3 separate regions of the Mus musculus genome follow, and all the other regions are linked to region 3. A link is a contact called in public promoter capture Hi-C data. All regions are on one chromosome and are shown on one strand. The core of a region is the stretch at or near the end of the contact, and the rest is flanking DNA. Distances in the headings are between cores, read along the strand shown. Region 1 holds the start of Cep78 (centrosomal protein 78). Region 2 holds the start of Vps13a (vacuolar protein sorting 13A). Region 3 holds the start of Lpxn (leupaxin).

What was found. Promoter capture Hi-C pulls out the DNA fragments that hold promoters and counts their contacts.
Region 1: a contact with region 3 is called in a promoter capture Hi-C map of pre-B cells. A contact is called at or near these places in 2 of 39 promoter capture datasets (pre-B cells and second pharyngeal arch cranial neural crest).
Region 2: a promoter capture Hi-C map of pre-B cells shows a contact between it and region 3, with 2.6 times the contacts expected there. A contact is called at or near these places in 3 of 39 promoter capture datasets (cranial neural crest, liver and pre-B cells).

Annotation. Positions count from the first base shown.
Region 1 is chr19:15,983,396-15,986,258 of GRCm38.p6, reverse strand. Cep78 (centrosomal protein 78) reads left to right here and starts at 1,270. Exons shown (of 15, transcript NM_198019.2): 1 at 1,270-1,646. The coding sequence starts at 1,379. C130060C02Rik (RIKEN cDNA C130060C02 gene) reads right to left here and starts at 1,184. Exons shown (of 3, transcript NR_045355.1): 1 at 967-1,184.
Region 2 is chr19:16,779,508-16,782,358 of GRCm38.p6, reverse strand. Vps13a (vacuolar protein sorting 13A) reads left to right here and starts at 1,426. Exons shown (of 72, transcript NM_173028.4): 1 at 1,426-1,689. The coding sequence starts at 1,590.
Region 3 is chr19:12,797,310-12,800,009 of GRCm38.p6, reverse strand. Lpxn (leupaxin) reads right to left here and starts at 1,431. Exons shown (of 9, transcript NM_134152.4): 1 at 1,331-1,431. The coding sequence starts at 1,343.

The DNA of each region.
Region 1 (2,863 bases), core at 21-2,520, 3.2 Mb before region 3:
ATTCATAATGTCTCTTGAATATAGTATGCCTTATAAACAGAAAATCAAACTCATACCTCAGGAATTTATAAATGTGCTTTAAAGTATTTCAGAGAAATGGCTTAGCACTTAGGTGCACTTAACTGCCCTTCCAGAGGACTGGGTTCCATTCCCAGCACCTATGGTGGGTGGGTCACAAATGTCTCAAATGCCTATAACTTCAGGTCCAAGGCATCTGACGCCCCTTTCTGATATCCCTAAGCACTGTGTACACGTGTCACTCACACACACACACACACACACTGAATAAAAATATAAGCAAATCTTTTACAAATGTAACTGAAATGGTGGCTAGAGACAGCTCTTCTTTCAGAGGCTCTGAGTCTGGTTCCCAGCACCTACACTGACTGGCTCACTACCACCTGTAACACCAGTTCCAGAGGATCTGATGCCTTCTTCTGGTCACTCTGGACACTTGCACACAGATAGCATACAGGCACGTACCCATAAATAAATCCTTAAAAAGAATAAAACAGACTGATGTATTTATTACCCAGAGTTCACTTTGTTTCTGCTCAAAGTAATTCATTTTAATGCATAACTAAATAACATGACATAGGGAATAAAATAGCTCAACTTAACCACTGCTGAGTGAATCCCAAGTTCACTTTCCATAGCTATTATGCTCAATGTTACTAACTCTGTTAAAATCATTAATAATAAAACCGTAATGAAATTATGGTCTCTCTGTGATACAGGAGTCGTCTTCGAGTTTATTTAGAGTACTAACATTGAAAACTAGTAAGAGTTCGAGGCCAACCTAGTCTACAAAGTGAGTTCCAGGACAGCCAGGACTGTTATACAGAGAAACGTTGTCTCAAACAACACATAGAGAGATAGAGAGGGAGAGAAATATCCACCATCAATGGAGGATACTAAGCTAAACTCTAGCTTTGCCTAACCCAAAGAAGAGAGGAAGGAAGCCACCTGGTTTGCATACGTGTTGGGAAATTCTTCTTGTGACTTCTCTCGGTGAGGAAGCATAAACAGTTGAGCGCTTCTAACAGTCTTCTCGAGGCTAAACCCGCTTCTCAGTTCTCAGGTCAAGCCCGGTTCTCAGGTCGTCACTCCATTGCACCTCACTTTTGGTACCCAGAGGCGCGCTCACTGCAGAGCATCTACTCGCCTCCAGCTGATGGCGCGTTGGACGTAGCGAGCCCGGGTGGGCGTGGCCCGCGCTCTGACGCACAGCGAGCGCGCCGACGCATGCGCACGTCGCCCGCGGGAGCTCGCCGGTGACTAGAACGGCGGCGGCGGCTCCCAGAGCGGGCGCTAACCGCCCGAGGCGTGGCGGGAGGCGGCGCGGGGCGGCTGGTGGAGGTCCCCGGGGTTGCCGGTCATGATCGACTCGGTGAAGCTCCGGCGCGACTGCGCGGCCGACTTCTTCTCGCACTACGAGTACCTGTGCGCGCTGCAGGACTCCGTGCCGCTGCCCGCCGTGCGCGCCTGCCTGCGGGACGGCGTGCTGGACTTCAATGCCGACCGGCTGCGCGCGGTGGACTGGGCACCGCTGCTCAGCACGCTCAGGGTGAACCGCGACCTGCCGCTGGTGGCCATCAAGAGCTCCTTCCAGCCGTGGCTCGGGGAAACAGTTCTGCGGTCCGGAGGTGCGAGGGTTTGGTCGGAGAAGTGGGAGCCCGGTGCAGGATCAGCCTGCGAAGCGGCCTCCACCTAGCCACAAAGGAGTTTTTGCCGCCGCCTCCCTTGCAGGTTGCCGCCTCGGTCCGTTGTCTGGAGTAGTCAAGCTAGGGAGTAGAACTCGACACTGCCCCTTATTACAGCGAGGATGACCAACTCTGCACCCCGAGGGGAATATGCGTGATAATTTAGCAAATGGTCCCTGCCCTCTCTTCTTTTAGGGGTTTAAATGTACAATCTCCCTTCATTCGTAATTGCAAGTTTAATACAGAAAAGGAGAAGGTTAAAGATGGAAAGAAAAAAATGTATAACAAAAAAATAATCAGGGACGTCTTTTTTGATTTTTAGAAAAATATTTGAGGGTTTTGCCTTCGCGTGTGTATGTGCACTATGTGTGTGCAGTGCCTGCGGAGTACAGAAAAGGGGGTAAGAGGTCGGAGTCCATATGTGAACCACCATATGGATGCTGGGAACCGAACTCGCATCCTTTGCAAGAGCAGCAAGTATGTCCAACCATTGAGCCATCTCTCCAGCCCAAGGGACTATTATTATTTGTTTCTTTTATTTATTTATTTATTTATTTATTTATTTATTTATTTATTTATTTATTTATTTATTTGAGAGACAGGGTTTCTCTGTGTAGCCCTGGCTATCTTGGAACTCACTCTGTAGACCAGGCTGGCCTTGAACTCAGAGTCTGGCCTGCCTCTGCCTCTCGAGTGCTGGGATTGAAGGCGTGCGCCACCACTGCCCGACTGGAACTATTATTTTTGACGAACCCGTTGTAAAACAGTTGACTCTGGTTATTTGCAGATAACGTATTTACAAGTTCCTTTCATTTGAATTTTTGTAACTCCCAGCCAAGTCTTTGTGGTGCTTCTATGGTCATTCATGAACACCCGCCCAGAAGCCAAAAAAAAAAAATTACCATCCAATATATATGTTCCTTACTGATTTGCATATTTGTGTGTTTGTGTATCTTAGTATTGGCGTATGTGCACACTCAGAAACAAGAAAGGGGTGTTGGGTGTCCTTTGATGGCTCTTCACCCATTTTTTAAATTTATTTTTTATTTTATTTTATTTATTTATTTTTTGAGAGAGACAGGGTCTGTTTTCTTAGTTTGGCTGGAAGCCAATAAGCCCCAACTGCTCTCTTGACTCCGCCCCTTCCATGCTGGAGTTAG
Region 2 (2,851 bases), core at 177-2,676, 4.0 Mb before region 3:
AGTGTTTTATATCTTCTCTGGGATCAAATTTTAGAATAGGCTCAAGAGACGACACTGCCTAATAGCATTTGCTTCAGAGGACCTGAACTCCGTTGCCAGCACCCACCCACATGGAGGCTCACAACCTCCTGTAACGCCAATAACCAGAGAGCTATTCCTGAGGGTACCAGGTACGGATGTAGAAAACACTTATACACACACACAAATGAAATTTAAAATTGTGCTAAATAAAAACTCATTAAAAAAAACCAACATGGATGAAGGTTTAGAATCTTGATAGAAAAATCCATGAAAACAGAAGGGGTCCTATTTGGGAAGAAGGAATCAGTCAATAGGACAAGAAAGAGTCATGGGTAATAAACGACCAAAATATACACATTTATCAAGATGTTATAATGAAACCCATTATTTTGTAAAATATATGCTAATATATTCTTTAAAAGCTTAAAAAAGTTTACACTATTTTTGCTCTTTTTTTTTTCTGAAATAAATTTGAGATACTTGATGACTATGCACAAAATACACTCAGTGCCAAATCAGGATGTGCCTTGCGAAGAGAAAGTTGAAAGTGTACTGCTGCCTCTGAAATCCTCAGAGGATTAATGTCGGTTCTGTAAGTTGCACCTCTGTCTTGTGACCTCAGGACTTTGGGACCAATTTTCTCTAAGTCCAAGCGTGGAGCGGAGACACTACTTATTTTAGCTTGGCCACTAAGGCTCAGAGGTGTCTTTCTTGGTTCTTGGCAGGCTCTCTGCTGTCTCCGGACTGACTCAAACGTGCTACTCTTTAACATGACTGGCGGCTTTCACATAAATGATTTGACCGGAAAAAGGTGCCAAGAGCAGTTGCACATTAAGAACTTGGAATTTATCTCCCAACTTTACTCTCCCTCGCCCCTCCTCAGCACAGATTAGTAGCTGAGGAAGTAAGGGAAGGCAACTGAAGGGCCAGTTCGCATCCTTGCCAGGAGAAGGGAGAACGTCAGGAAGTACCCAAGCACCAAGGCTGGCCGAACCTCACAACTGGTAATAATGGGGGAAAAGCGTCCTGGGAAACTGCCTCAGGAAACTTCCCGCAACCTCGCACCAAGCTGTACACTCTCCACTCTTTGGATCCCGCGATCTTAGTTTTCTCTTTCGGAAGCGGCGTTCCTGTCGGTTATCATCACGCCCCGCCTCCTAGAGAAAGTTCGCTGCGGGTAAAAAGGAGAATCATTCCGGGGCGGGGTCTCCAGCGCTCGACTGGTGTTCTGTTGCTAAGCGACGGATAGGAGGCGCGGCCGGCGGGAGAGGCCCGGCGGTCCGCTCGCGGGCAAGGGCGGGCCCGCGGCTGCGCAGCCGCCGTCCTTCACTCTCGCTCCCGGCCGCGCCTCCAGTTCCGCGTCGGTCACGCCCCCACGCGCAGCCCGAGCTGCGCACGCGTGGTGCGAGCGGCTACCTTCCTTCTGTGGGGCTCGCGGTCGGGTTGAGGGGACCCGGCAGCACCCGCACCGTAGCTGGAGCGGGCCGGGAGCCGGTAAGCCGAGCCGTCTCGAGGGAGGAGCAGCCCGGGTAGTGCCGCGGTGCCCTCCGCGGCAGAGAGGAAAAAAAATGGTATTCGAGTCGGTGGTCGTGGAAGTGTTGAACCGGTTCCTGGGAGACTATGTGGTGAACCTGGACGAGTCCCAGCTCTCCCTGGGCATTTGGAAAGGTAACGGGGTCGCCGCTCCAGGGTCGCGGGAGACGGCGGCGCGGTTTCTCGTGGCTTCGGTCCTTGGCCAGCCCGGCGCCGCCACCTGCAGCTGCCCGCCTCGCCCTTCAAGTTATGTAAAGCGGGGCGGCGGTTCCCGGGCGGGCGGGCGGGCGGCGCGAGCCGTGAGGTTGGGGGAGGCGCTGGCTGAAGCCTCGCGTCCCGGTGGGGCCGGGTGCTGGTGACCCTTGGCCTCCGCTGGGCAAGGGAGGCATCCCTGGCAGTTTGGCCCCGGGCTGTCAGGAAGGCTCCGGCGAGCCCACGGGGAGTCGCACGCCGACTTGCACGTGAAGACCAGGCGCCGTCCGCGAAGACACCCTTCGTCCCTTCCCTGCCCCACTTCACCGTGCTTTCTAGGCGAGTTCCGGTCCGGCCACTGAACTTGGACTTGGGTGTTGCTTAGCTGGGACAGGCAAATGACAGGGGGAATAAAAGGAAAGGAAAGCCCCTTTCAGAGTATCTCAGAGTTACTTAGGTTTTCAGGTCGCAGCCTGACCAGGTGGGAATGTGGGTGTTTGTAAGACCTGAGTTTTTTGTTTTTTTAAAGAACGAAAAGAAAATGCAGGAAAACAGACGGTCAAAATGTAATTTGGGCTTTCCGTTTCTCGGACCTGACGAAGACGTGATGAGCACTCCTCTCTGTTGCTTAGATGGGAAGGGCTGCATCTACCCCTTCACTGCAATGATTTACCTAATACAGTGTCTTATTTTTAGTGTTTCCATCTGTATTGCATTAGACTCTTGTTTATTTTAAGTAGCTATTAGCAAGTAGAGGCCTTTTTTGAAATGAACGTTCCAGGCCAAAGTTAGGGTTAATTATTTGTGTAAATAGTGTGTGCATTCTCTGATAATGTACTTACTTAAAACTTTCTAAAAGTTCTCGTTTATCTTGAGCCTTCTCATTTTTGAAATAATGAAAACAAGTAATTTAGTTTTATTAAACAAACAAGCCCTCAATGTAGCTAGGTACCTTCTTCCACGATAACGTGGGCAATTGATCTGTAAGAGCTAGCACAGCCTCTTTGAGATCAGGTACTTGCAAGTTGCTTAGTCTGCGCTGCTTCTCAGTTGCAGAGTGAGGATAACAAAACTCTGTAGCTCAGAAAAAAAGCCTGGAAGAATA
Region 3 (2,700 bases), core at 182-2,681:
TCTTTGAGAATTTGATGTGTGTGACCTATAAAATAAAGCAAAACTAAGATCCTACCTGAAAAAAAATGGTAAAACTCGATGAAGAAATGCAAATTTCCTCCAATACCCACACAGGATATGCATTCATCAAATTCTCAAAGAATAAATAATCAATATTATATAGAAAAGAATCTGGATTCTATACCAAAGTCCAAGATACAGCATTAACCACAATATTGAACTACATTTTACTGACAAAACAGTTAAGGATTTATTTAAAACACCCTTTTTTCCCTCAATAATTTCTATTCTCTTCTTTGTTCCTCTGTTTCTCCAGTTCTTAAAACACAACCCCAATAATTATTTTTAATGACAATGTACAAGCTTTGCATCTTATTATTGTTGGAAGTTTTTGCATAGCTACAAACACAATGTGGAATTAATACAGCTTGAAAAGTGGGTAAAAGTAACTTTGTGTAGCGATAACAAAAATAAATAGGTGATACAGATAGATGGATGGATGGATGGATGGATGGATGGATGGATGGATGGAAGGACAGATGGGCAGGCAGGCAGACAGGGAGGTATGTAGATGATAAAAAGTTGCCAAGGTATATGAAATGAGCCCCAAGGAGACAGACTTTACAGCTCCAGGCTTTTTGACCTAGGTTTCTCTGGACACAGTAGCCCAGCGGCACTTCTACTGACGTTTTCATTACCTCAGAGTGAAAGGATGGACTGTTTTTCTTGAGAAGCAATCTGCTCCTTCAAGATTTCTCTAAATAAAAAGCAACAAAACCTACTACAGTGATGGTCTACCTGTAGTCTAACAGTAAACTACAGAGAAATGAAAGCACTCTGGCCCTTTTGCAATCTCTACAGACCCTTTACACTGCTCGGTCATTTCACTGTCCTTGCACTATCCTCCCTTTCTCCTGGTTTCCTTTTCTTTCTTCTCTCCTTCCCTTCCTTCATTTAATGTCTTCTTCCTTTCCCATCCTTTTTTTTTTTTCTTCCAGTATCATATCTCCAAGCTGTAGAGCTGCCCTATGACCTCCAGTAGCTGCCAAGGGAAAAGGCACTTTCAATTACAATTCCTTCTGTTTCTTTGGCTGTCTGGTCTCAACGCTCTGCCAACTGTGCCGCTGCAAACAGCAACCCCATAGCTCCCCCAACAATGATAGTTCCTCCTGCCTCACTCTTGTTTGAATTGAGGACAGAAGTGAAAACAAAAATCTTTCAGTCCTATCCTCAGTTTGACTAGACCACACTTCATCATTACAGATGGGGATGGATGGCAGCCAGGCCCCCACTTCCTTAGAGCATCTTCTCCAAAGGCCCCTTCACTCACCCAGCTCTTCCATTGTCCTATACCTGCGATGCTCTAGTCTCGAAGATTGTGAAGAACTTTGTTGGCATGTGGTGAAGAAGAGGACCACAACGGAACTGAATGAGACAGTGCGAAGCAGCCTCTGTGACCCCTTTTGGTTCCTGTATTTGCTTAGCACTTCCTCACTTTTGATTTGCTGAATACTTTTTCTTTTCTAGTAGCTCAGGGTTTTTTTTTTGTTTTGTTTTGTTTTGTTTTTTGGTTTGTTTTTTTTTTGGGGGGGGGTTTTATATGTTTGTTTGTTGTTTTAATTGTGCTAACAGAAAAAGGCAGGTTGTGCAAGATTGAAGTTTTGATGCTACATTGGCCAAGGTGGCTATAAAAATTGAAAGTTAATTCTTTTTTTAATTTAAACACCTACTGTATTCAAGGGCTTATCTTGAACACACATAGAAATTTTAGGCTTATACTTAAAGAGTTTTCCAAGTTTAAGTTTCCCATTGCCCACTGCAGGCTATTTTCTGTCTCCTTCCTTTTCTTTCCTTCTCTTCCTCCTCCTTTTCCTATAAAACTAGAAGACCATGGAAGTACAGGTCCTTTCTTAAAATTTCTGATTAAATAGCATCAACTTCATTTCACTATTTGTACTTACTTAGTACAGCTGACCTCACTTCCCATACAAACTGTGATTTTTTAAAACAGACGTTTTAATAATTGTGTGTGTGTGTGTGCTCATGTAGGCATTCATAAGTTGTAAGAGTAAGAAAGCGCTCTCCTTGTACCACTGGGGTCCCACAGATGAAATTCATCAGACTTTTCAGCAAAGTGCCTTTATCTGCTAAGCAATCTCACTGGCCCAGATTATAGATTCTTTAAAGTTGAAGAGAAGTGGGTTCACTTTTGAATTCTCTGATCCTGGTTTATCCAGTTATTCAACATTCAAACGTCTACAGAATAAGGAAGAATCAATTGAGAAGATTTAAGATACTGGGTACTAAGCTTCCAGAATCTGAATTACAATTCCTGCTCAGTTCACAATTTCTCCAAAAAGGTGAGAGAGGTAGATTTTTATCTTATTGTGCCTTTGTTCATCTCAAAAGGAAACAAACAAACAACAAACGCATTTAACAGAAAATTGCCTAGAAAAGGCAGTATATAAAGAACTATAAGTATGGCCCTGTGAAGTGGGTTTTGTCCCAGTGTTTACCAAGAGACTAACAGGAATAGGGAGTAATAACTGGCTAGAAGAATAGAATAAAGGGATAGTTTTGTAATGATCATCTTTTAAAAGGAACAAGTCATTCATTTTACTAAAACCTTTTTTAAGAGGCTCGCTTTTTGTATTACTTTAAGCAGCCATTGGATGTCAGTGCTGTTCCAAACGTGCTCAT